Regions from separate parts of the Arachis hypogaea genome. Here regions 1 and 3 are each linked to region 2. Evidence: chromatin contacts called from public Hi-C data. All regions are on one chromosome and are shown on one strand. The core of a region is the stretch at or near the end of the contact, and the rest is flanking DNA. Distances in the headings are between cores, read along the strand shown.

What was found. A called contact is a pair of places that touch in the nucleus more often than the background predicts.
Region 1: a contact with region 2 is called in a Hi-C map of leaf, with 7 times the contacts expected there. The contact joins the enhancer-like site here to the promoter of LOC112720688 in region 2. A contact is called at or near these places in 5 of 8 Hi-C or Micro-C datasets (leaf and an unstated tissue).
Region 3: a Hi-C map of leaf shows a contact between it and region 2, with 3 times the contacts expected there. The contact joins the promoter of LOC112720685 here to the promoter of LOC112720688 in region 2. A contact is called at or near these places in 2 of 8 Hi-C or Micro-C datasets (both in leaf).

What each region holds. Positions count from the first base shown.
Region 1 is chr11:36,521,677-36,525,679 of arahy.Tifrunner.gnm2.J5K5, reverse strand. It overlaps LOC112720689 (probable methyltransferase PMT14), which reads left to right. Exons shown (of 7, transcript XM_025771729.2): 5 at 1-232; 6 at 616-693; 7 at 1,767-2,376. The coding sequence ends at 2,004. Among protein-coding and RNA genes, the nearest start is that of TRNAK-CUU, 3.1 kb to the right of the region's middle. Within about 2 kb of position 1,454, at least 2 of the 3 cell types and tissues checked have open chromatin away from gene starts, as enhancers often do.
Region 2 is chr11:36,326,429-36,330,362 of arahy.Tifrunner.gnm2.J5K5, reverse strand. It overlaps LOC112720688 (two-component response regulator-like APRR2), which reads left to right and starts at 1,580. Exons shown (of 12, transcript XM_072206721.1): 1 at 1,580-1,706; 2 at 2,491-2,714; 3 at 3,068-3,147; 4 at 3,261-3,327; 5 at 3,910-3,934. The coding sequence starts at 2,585.
Region 3 is chr11:36,106,135-36,109,840 of arahy.Tifrunner.gnm2.J5K5, reverse strand. It overlaps LOC112720685 (tobamovirus multiplication protein 2A), which reads left to right and starts at 1,433. Exons shown (of 7, transcript XM_025771720.2): 1 at 1,433-1,690; 2 at 2,275-2,576; 3 at 3,294-3,393; 4 at 3,569-3,649. The coding sequence starts at 2,347.

The DNA of each region.
Region 1 (4,003 bases), core at 205-2,704, 200 kb before region 2:
ATGAAGAGGACAACAAATTATGGAAAAAGCATGTTAATGCTTACAAAAGAATGAACAAGTTGATTGGCACTACCAGATATCGAAATGTGATGGACATGAATGCAGAGCTTGGAGGATTTGCAGCTGCACTTGAATCACCAAAATCCTGGGTTATGAATGTTGTGCCCACGAGTGCTAAGAACACCTTAGGTGTTATTTACGAGAGAGGTCTGATTGGCATTTACCATGACTGGTAAGTTTCTAAGAGTTCTCTTAATACTCCTACAAGTATTCTTATTTCATGTGAATTTTTCCATGCAAGTTGTCTTCCCTATACTTCAAAAATTATTTATCTCGACATTTCATGGTGGGTTTTTGTATGATTATTCATTTGACCACTGCAAGGCAAAATGGGCTTCAAATTAGCATATTGTTCTTCTTCTCCATATTCTGGAGCCACTTGAAAATAGATATTGGTACTGTTACTTCAAATAATGGTATGTCGCTGTATTGTATTTCATATGACGGCTACAGATAATTGAACATGCTATGAATTTTGCTAATCAGTTTATTGGTTGAAGCAAGTTATGCACTATGACTATGCATTATTTAATGTCAGTTTTCTTCTTTCTTCAGGTGTGAAGGCTTTTCTACATACCCCAGGACATATGATCTCATTCATGCAAATGGTTTATTTAGCATGTACCAGGACTCGTAAGTTTCTTCCTCCTCTTCCATGTGCATAATCATAGTATGTGGATTCTAAGATTATATCTCATTGAAAGTAGAAACAAGCTCTGATTCGATTTTCTTGGCATATAATGCAAACTCAAGTCCCTTTTCTAGATGTTACATATAATACTTTTTTTCTTCTTTTGGGATCTTGCAACAGTAATTCAATGCAGTAGTTTCTCAAAAATTGAGGATTTCTAAATTGTTGGTAAAATGTTTAGATTGTGCACTTGTTAAATACGTTTCACCATACTTCCCGGATATACCTATCACAAGGCACTGTCAAATGCCATCTGCGCTGTCCTCAAAGGGCCTTGTTGGTAGTTAGAGGATGCGCTTTAGGGGGTTGTTTGTGAGTTAGAATAATGGAGGGAAGGGGAGTAAAAATTCAAAATTTAGCACTAGTCTTCCTTTCCTCTTACCTTTCCCTCGAAAATTCCAACTCACAAACCCACTCTTAGGACCTGTTAAGTTTGTGTTTTCATTGTTTTCTATTTTAGGATTTTGTAAAAAAAAAAATGAAACTAGAAAACAAGATTTTATTGCTTTTAGTTATTTTTTTCTTCATAAAATGCCGAAAATAGAAAACGAATTCTCAAACCAAACAGGCCTTAGGATCTTAAATTGCATCACTCATTTTAGGTGAGCCCAAATTCCATTATTTGAAATGCATAACAATTCACAAGGCCTAGTCCATGTGAAAAAGCTAAATAGGCTCCTCCTGTTAATTGCCAATTTGCCATGAGCTAAAACATTTATCACGGACCAACCTATTTCAAGCTTCAGGCCTTTGCAGGAGGCCCAATATATGGTTTTAAATCTTTAAAAGCATAATTTGGACACCAAAAAAAAAAAAATCTTTAAAAGCATAATTTGGACATATTTTACTTTTAGTTTGGGATTCGTTAGTCCTTTGAACATGTTAACCTTGTTTTATAAATCATAATAATCCCATTAAGTTGATGACAAACCTTAATAGTCCTTTAGTGTTTAGGGTTTAGGGTTATCCTTATCTCTACTTTTTACTTTTAAATGTTGATGAGTTGTTTGAACAGGTGCAACCTGGAAGACATCCTTATTGAAATGGACCGAATCCTAAGACCCGAAGGAGTCGTCATCATCAGAGACGAAGTCGATGTCCTGAACAAGGTCAAGAAAATTGTTGGGGGGATGAGATGGGAAGCCAAAATGGTGGATCATGAGGATGGCCCTCTTGTGCCTGAGAAGATATTGGTTGCTGTTAAAGAATACTGGGTTGCCAGCAGCAATAACAGCACCTCCAGTGAGGAATAAAACCATTGCATTGTTTTGGGGTATGAAAGTGAAACTTGTCTCTCAGGTCTCAGCATGCAGCAACCATCAAGGTTTCAGAGCCATTAAGGAATGGTGCAAAAAGAAAAGGGTAAAAAAAAAAAGAGGAAAAAAAAAATAGAAATTGTTATAGTGCAAAGTAAAAGCAAAAGATTGGTTATGTAAGCTTATTCTACGCCTGCCTTATACAAGTGTAGATAAAATAGGTCTTAACTAGTCTTATTAAGTTTATTTAGATATAGATTAGCACAAGTTCGGCTACCAAGATAATTTAATCTAAAGATATTCTGTTGAATAATAATGGTGAAGGAATATTGAAGCATTGAAATCCCACTATTCGTTTTTCGGTTTTAAGAGTGTGTTTGTAGAGTTAAATCTCAATTTGGCCCATAAAATTTCGTTCGATGCTCAAAATGATCCCCATAATTTAGTTGGTCCCAATTAGAATCCCCAAATTTATTATCGTGGCTCTGGCTTGTCCCTGCGATTATTTTCGTCACTGGAATGCTGATCTGATGCAATTGCATGACACGGTAGACACTACTTAAACGACAGCGTATTGGTTTTGTGCCCAAACCCTTCGGAAAATGCGTCGTTTCAGTTTTTTGTGGGTTAAAACTCTCTTTCTTTTCACTACGACGATCATAAGTTGCAAAACATCAACAAAACCCTTACACTACGTGGTTTCCAAAGGGTTTGAACGCGAAACCAATGCACCATCGTTTAAGTAGTGTCCACCAATCATGCAATTGTGTCAGATCAGTATTCCGGTGACGGAAATGATCGCAAGGGCAAGCCAGAACCACGATTACAAATTTGAGGGTTCTAATTGGGGCCAACGAAATTATGGGGATCATTTTGAGCATCGGACTAAATTTCAGGGTCAAATTGAGATTTAACTCGTGTTTGTGGGTTGAGATATTAAAGGGAAAAAAAAAGAAAGGCAAAGGAGAGGCTTGAAGGTTAAAAATTTAAAATAGATTTCTCCCTATTTTTCACTCGTTCTTTTTCTTTTACTTTTTAAGTTTAAAAAAAAAATCTTTGTTCTAAAATATCATCAACTTGTGAACATGCATATCCGTTTGAAAATTCCATGGTTTTGAGCTGGACCAAACTAATTAGTTCAATCAGATTAAACTGAAAATTGATCACCAAATTGGTCTGATCATGGCAAAAAAAAATGGTTGTGACTGAATCAACCAAAAATAAAAAATATTTGTCAAAAAAGTTAATAAACCAGTTAAATTGATATGATTTTTTTTTGCAGTTATTTGATTAGAAAGTTTTTTTTTATTGAAAAAATATATTTTATATATAAATATACTGTTTTAATATATCAAATTTAATTTCGGTTAAATTTTAATTATAACTTTAAATTTTTAAACTTCTAATTTCATCAATGATTTGATTTTTAGAACCTTTAATCATCAATTCAGCAATTAGTTTGATTTTCACTATGATGCACGGACACGAGACACGACACGATACGAGACACGCCGACACGCAAATTTTAAAATTTTATAAGACACGGGGATACACATACATATAAAATATAAATTATTTTTTAGATAAATCGTAATGATATTTTGATATTTTATTGATATTAAAATATAAATAAATTTTTATAATTATTTTTAATATCTTATTTTAATTATATCAAATATTTAAAATATTTTTTGTTTTAATAAATAATAATATATACTATATCTAAATTTATTTCAAGAATATATGTTAAGAATAAGACTAGACACGCTGACACGTGATAGTATTTAGGTGTGTCCAAGCTTGTCCGGAGAATAATTTTTTACTTTTTATTAAGATACAGTTGGACACAGCTGACACGCGTGTCGGACGAATGTCAGTGAGTGTCGTGTCCGTCCGTGCTTTATAGGATTTTCATAACCTTCGAAACATTATCATTATCTTATTCTATGTGCTCAAAATTTTACTACAAGCAGCAGATTAGGAATGTAGGTTTAAG
Region 2 (3,934 bases), core at 331-2,830:
CTAATAATTTAAATTAAAAAAATTATAATTTTAAAATTTTAAATTATTTAAATAAAATTAAATAAAATAAAAAAATAAAAATCAAATCAACACCGTCTAAATCTTAACATGATATTGATATACCAAGTCTGGATTGATTTTGTACATGTCGACATACCGCCTCAATATGGTAGGCTTTGAGCCGATGAATCATTGAATAAATTTAGTTAGACTTATTTTAAAACCACTTACTCATAACACTAAAAGATTTTGTGTATTTATATCTGTTTTAATTTATTAAACAAATTTAATTGGACTTAGATATTAAAATCAATTAATAATAGTATTGAAAGAATTTTGTGTGTTTGTATCTGTTTCAATAATTAGATAAATTTTATATTTAAGCGCAATTTTAAAGTAGTAGAATTTGTGGTTTAGGATTAATATTGTTTATGTATTTTATTTTGGTGTGAGATTTTGTGTTTAACTCTAATATATCTCTTCTTAAAAAATATATTATAAAATTAATCTTAAAAGTGATGAATGATAAATAACCTCACGAATAATTTAAAAATTATGACAAAAATACTAAAGTTATCATATTATTTATAAATGGCAAACTATTTTTCGATTTGATTGGAATTTTCGTGCAAACATTTAGTTTATTTAGAATTCTAGTACATATAAAAAATTATAGCAAAATTTGAGCTCTAATTTATTTATTTTTTATTTTTTAAAAATATTTTGGTCATTTATAAATAAAAAAATAATATTTATTTAATGTGTAAAATCATCAAATTTTAAAGATAAAATTATTTTATTTTTTTAATAATGTTTATAAAGAATAATATCAAAATCTAATCTCTAAAATTTTTTTAAAAAATATATATTTAATATGTTATTTTTTGGTTATGTTTTAAAATATTTTGAGAGCTTATTTATTATTCGTATATTTTGAAATTATTTTATTAGCAATATAAAATTTTAGATATTATATTAATAATATATCTTGTAAAATAATTTCAAGTTTAACTCTAATAAATAAAAATAAAGATTCAGATTCAGTAATATATTTTAAGAAAGTAAATTCAAATTTTACTCTAGAGTTTTTTCAGTAAATTATTGATAAATAATCTAATAAATCCTTCTTATCATTATGTGTGTCTTTTTAATAAACATTTAAGAAATATGACGAAAAGAATAAATATGAAAAATTAATTTTTAATTAATTAATATTAGTTAATTTATTTTTATTTATAAAATTCTATTTTTTATATAATTTAGAATTTAAAATTGATAGTTATTTAATATTTAAATTTAAAATAAAAAATAATTTAAAAAAGTTTGCCGATATTAATTGGCCGAAAGAAAATTCTCTCCATAGTTGAACTATTATGATAATAAAGAATGTTAAAGAATTAGAAAATTTTATTATTTTTAGTTAGTAGTTAATTAATAATGTTAAAAAACATAAACTAAAAATATATTGTTGAGTTATTAGGCTAAAAATATTAAGTTAAATCGTCTTTCAACTTTTCTCCGATTATAATTGCTTATTACGCTCCAAAGACAAGTCTTAATTTTGGTAGAATAATAACATTAATATGTAATGCTGGAATATTCACCACTGAAGTAAGTGGCAGAATGGTAGATTTATGAGAAAGGTTCTCAGTCATAGTTGCTGTGGTCCGTAACTTACATGATAGCAACTGTTCACAAAGTCACAGGCATCCTCTCTTATACTCTTCAATTCTCTTCCCTTTCCTCTACTTTCTTCTCTTCTCTCTCTCTCTCTCTCCCTCTCCCCTCTTAATAATAAGAGCAGAAAAAAGTAACACAAACTTTAGCTTTGGCGTTAGTTAATCTCAAGCATCAAATATTTAATATCCTTTATTTATGTCAAGGTAGTTATATATAAAATGGCTTCACAAAGAGCATTATTTATTTATTTATTTATTTTGTTTGTTTGTTTAGTTTAATGATTTTCCATTACTATTCTTAGGTGCATGCTAATTCACTTTATTTCGAAATGTTCATTTCCGGATAAGTTTAGATTATGGATTTTTTGTTTACTTTTGGATTAGAATAATAGTGCATGCATGTATCATGTATATTTATGTTTATGCCTAACCTTTTTTAGTTTGATCATCTTGTTTTTTTTTATTATTATTATTATTATTATCTTTCTGGGGTTCTATAAATTTTCTGGTGTTTCTACCTGAAAAGAAATGCTAGCTTTGTCGCATAGTTTTCTTCTACTATATCCGTTTTCTCATTATTCAACAATAATTTGAGTGTTTTTTATATTTTTATTTTTCTGTAAGATCTTAATCAATCACCATGGTCTTTGTCTTATTGCTGTTCTGTTGAAACTAGAAAGTGCCATCAACATATGAGATCTTTACACACTACAATATGTTCTTCATTATTATCTGCTATAAGCTTCATAATATGCAACGGTGTTTCTACTATAGTTCCTTGAACCAATTGATCAGTTAACTTAATTTGCAGAAGGAATTGGATTTGGATGGTGGTTAAGAAGTAATATTGATCTGTCATCACTTTCTTCTTCTGTGGGGTGCGGCGAAACGATGCCAAGCAAGCAATGGTTTGCACTGTCAATGATTTACAACAATGGAAGGATTTCCCAAAGGGACTCAAGGTTCTTCTCCTTGAAGGAGACGCCGCTTCCGCGGCCGAGATAAAACCAAAGCTTGAAGCCATGGACTATAATGGTAGCAACAGCTAGCCCTTTCTTTTGGGATCCCTTCTTTCTTATATTGTCTAGGCATGTCTAATACTAAATTCGTCATTATACATTAGATTCTTTTTTTGTTGCAAATATTCCCACTTTACCTTAATTAGATGGTTAAGGTTGGTCACCATTTCTAAGAAATCAAGAAACATGGCTTTATATAGTCCTAATATGGTTCCTTGGGAAACTTTGGTCTAAGATTTTAGATGCTCTGAAAAGAATATAAAATTTGATTGAATGCCTTCTTCTTCTTAAAATTTTTCATTTTGATAATTGAGCGAGCCCATTATGTTAAATTTTCTTAGTGACTAAGACTCGAAATTTTCTGTGCAGTTTCTGCTTTCTGCGACGAGAATGAAGCCTTATCAGCGATCTCAAGTAGATCCGAAAGCTTCCACATTGCCATAGTGGAGGTAACAAACTTTCATTTATCACAACAAATTATAAATCATAATCGTTGTAATTGTGAAGTTCAAATAGGAAAGGAACATAAGAGCGGGATGCTGTCTTTCAATTATTATTGCAGGTGAATATAAACAGCGGCCAAGGAGGTTTCAAATTTCTTGAGAATGCCAAGGATTTGCCAACCATTAGTAAGTAAAGAAACCAAAACCATTTTTTATGGCATAAGCACTCTGCTTTCAATGGCACTGACAAATGAATTAATTAGAAAAAATCAGTTCCAAAATAAGTAGAGAAAAATCATTGCGAATTTTCCTTTTCAGTTTTCACCATCACTTTATGCAGGTCTAGGGAAATCGGGAAAATTGTAAGCTTTTGATTTTTGTGATTGTTGCTTGGAGCTATTTCTCATATGGTGGAAAATTCATTTTCTCATTGAGCAGTGTCATAAAACCATTTCTCTAAAAAGTTTAATCTAACAAGAGGTCTTGCGCAAAAGCCTTGTCTAGGTTTGCGTGATTTTTTTTTTTTTTGCATAGACATTTTTTCTCTTTTTATTTGCTTTATTCTCAAATTCTTTCTTTTGCCGTCAACAAAAGACCGAACTTTAGACTTTTAGGTCATAAAAGCTCTGATACTATACCATAAAACGACTTCTCGCAAAAGTGATTTCACGACAAGAAGCTTCCACCAATTGATCAATGTCTACAATGGAACATGACATTGGAAGACTGTTAATTTTCTAACCAATGATATCAACATCTTTTGTGCAGTGACTTCAAACGATCATTGCCTGAG
Region 3 (3,706 bases), core at 184-2,683, 220 kb after region 2:
CCTTTCTATTTTGTATATTCCCTAGTATTATAATATTTTAGCCGGCTTTTCTTCGCGGGTCGAGACTAATAATTAACATGTATATATGTTATTATGTATCTTCACTTTGGACTCATGATGTATTCCATTTTTGTATACGATGTTATCGATTTAACACGTTCGTGTGTGTTTAACAGTTTTCGATGTTTAAATTTTTTTTACTGGCTCCTAGTTATAATATTATCTTTTTATAACCATATATGTATTTTCTTTTCTAAGTGTCATAATGCCTCGCTATCATTGATAGGGTATTACATTTATGATATCAGAGCAGTTCGTCCTTGTAGAGCCTGAGAGATGGACTAATTATGTTTCTGAGTATACTCTGAGTTGTGTTTTTATGTTGTTTAGGATATCTACATGATAAATATAGCATAACTGTTCATAAGTATAATTTTAGAAATTCAAAGCACTAGACTTAAAACATTGAAACTGATCACCTTAATATCAATTATTTGGTGTGGACATGACCCAAATGACAAAGAATAGAGCTCGCAAAAATACTAATGTAATAGATAGGATTTATCCTATGCTAATATTACAATATTTTTTTTCAAAAAGACATAACTTAATTTATATTTTCCTGAATCCTGTTTTTTCTTCTTTTCTTTGTTTTTCTTTCATTATGTACACCAAAAAATATTTAATTTACAAATTATATATTTAATTATTTATAATTAAAAAAAGATAGACTAAACAATTTTTTAGCTAATAAATATATAATCAATAATAACATAATTTTAATTATTATTGCTCTTTCAGAAAACGAAAGAACTTACATAATTAATTAATTTCTTTATATTAGGTGTACTTGAGTTATAAAATTATTGGTCATATAATATGATGATTAATTTTTTGGTGTATATAATATGATTGTAGAAATAATTGTGTAAATATTTAAAGAGTTAAAAATTGAGTTTTATTTAATAGGTTAAGAATATATAATATTTTAAAAGTTTTATTTAATTATATTATTTTTTAAATGGTTATTTATGGTGAGAAATTAACAAATAATTTATAAAACTTAAATCTTGAAAAGAAAAATAAAAATAATTATTTTTAAATTTATTTATTTTTTATGTTTAATTATTCGATCAGTCTTTATAATTTTATCAAATTTTTAATTAAGTCTTTACAATTTAAAATTTTTTAGTAAATTCATGTATTAGATTTTTTTAATTAGATCATTACTAACTATTTTTATTTAAAAATATGAAATGTTATTCGAACATTTATTTTTGTATTTGACGTGAAATAATTTATAAAATATTATAAAACCAAATATTATAATATTATTATGACTTTTTAAAAGCTAACTAGTTAAGAATTAATTAACAATTTTTATCTAGTACAGGAAATCAATTATAAGCTTTTAAACGGGGAAGAATTAATTGAAAGTTTGCTAAAATTACAAGAAAAATAGAATTGTTTAACGCCAATGTGTGTTCGGGGTGCCAAACCAGCAACACACAAGGGTATTAATGTCATTTAAGTTAATTAAATTTAATTGTATTTTCTTTTTCCTAATCATTGATATTCCGGTCACCGTTTTCTTTTTTCTTTCTTTGCTGTTCCATTTTCTATATTTGAGCGATTTCGAGAAGCGAGAGGATCAGAAAAAGGGAAAGCTTTGTCAATCGGAGTTCTAACTGTGAGTGATTCTCACTTCTATGTATCGCAGCTCTCATCAACATTTTGTTTTTTTCTTACCTTTCTTTTGATTTTAATTTTAACCTTTTACATTTTCTCTTAGTTGATTATTTTTTATTTTTTTATTTTTTTTGGTAGATTGCATCCTTACGAATTTCCTGAGCTAGATTCTGTCGGAATTTTGGTCGATAGTCTCATAACTAACATGGTCAATGTTAATAAATAAATAAATAATTGGGGACATCCTAATTATTCATATTGGAAAATTATAACAATGTTATTGATTTCAGTGACATAACATTTTCTCTTAGGTGATTATGTTTCTGAATAAAGAATGAGAAAAAATAAGGTTATGGGTTAGAATATACCAGAGCAATTGACCTAGACAATTGTCTTCTTAGAACCCCTAAGGTTGAAAATATATGTGACTAAGTGATTGTCATTGTTTTTTGTGCTTGTTAAGGTTGTATATGGAGCATTAGTTAAGACATCAGCGTCTCTGTTAAGGTTGAATCTGACTGCTTGAATTACTGGTCTTATTTGACATTAGTACTGATGGAAATGCCTTTTGTTTTTTTCCCCCAGAAATTATAGTTGGAATTGGTCACATTATTGAATTCTGGTTGAGGAGTTGAAGGGTATTATAGGTAGGGGAGGATGGGTTGTAAGGGTTGCTGGGAGTGCCTTCTGAAGGTTCTGAACTTCTTTATGTCCCTTGCTGGTCTGGCCATGGTGGGCTATGGGATTTATCTGCTGGTTCAATACAATAACCATCCACATGACACTTTAATAGTTCCTACTGATCAGACTCTTGTTCAACTTGGCCGTCCAATGCTTGTAGCTGTGAATCTCTCCGACAGCATTTATGATGATTTACCGAAGGCTTGGTATGGATGCTGCTCTTTTCTTTCAATTGAGAAATGTGTTGCGGGACTAGTTGTAGAGTAATGAGGAAATAATAATTCTTTTGTTATAAATTTTGCTGCTGCAATATTTTGCTGGTTTTTAATTTTTTATTTTTTTTAGTTTATATATTTTAGAAAAGGAAAATTCACTCCAACTTACTTTGGAGAAGATAATCCGTAAAATTGAATCGGAACTTTGTGCTAACCTAGGAGTTGAACCTATTCAATTTCTATTTGATCAAGCTCAGTAAGAGCTGCAATGTGAAGCATTTGGGATGGCTACTAATAGATTTTAGTTATGTAACATATAAAACTTTAGAAGGGCTAGTCACGCTTCACTAATTTGGTGCAAATGATGCATTAGGTTCATTCTTATTGCCAGGGTTGAAGGAATCAAAGTTAATAATGGACTTGGCTTATTAACTGTGTAGATTTCTATGCAAAATGTGAATTTGAAGTTCTTTTATTTCTTCAATGTGTGGTTTTAAATAGATTAGCGACATCTAAGGTGCTGAGTAAAGAAAGACAACTAGAGAAAAATACCAGATGTAGTCTTGTGTGCTTCATGAATTCGGTCTGCATTCACCACAATGATTGAGTTATTGCCACATTTACATTGCTACTTCTATTAGAGGAAGTTGACAGAGCTCAAGCTTCTGTCATTGAACTCTCTTTCACTGCTTGTGTTCATGCATGCAGGTTTTTATATGCTTTTATTGGTGTTGGGGCGATTCTGTTTGTCATTTCTTGTTTTGGATGTGTCGCATCTATGACACGGAGTGTGTGCTGCCTGAGCTGTGTATCCTTATAGATTGTCTTTCGTTGTAGGCAAGATATTCAATGGGCTCCTAAATTTTCCACTAGCATACAAAAGCATGAGATGAATAATCTCTTCCACACTCTCTTTCTGTTTTAATTAGAACTATTTAATATATTTATCTCAAAGGAATGACTATTTCCTTAACCCAGCAAAGTATGCATTTTTGGTGATACTATTGATCTTGCTAGAGCTGGCTTTTGCAGCCGTTATATTTTTCGACAAAGGCTGGAAAAAGGTAATTTCTTTCAATGTTTAACTGGGGTGTGAAATTGATGTTATATTCAGCAAATTA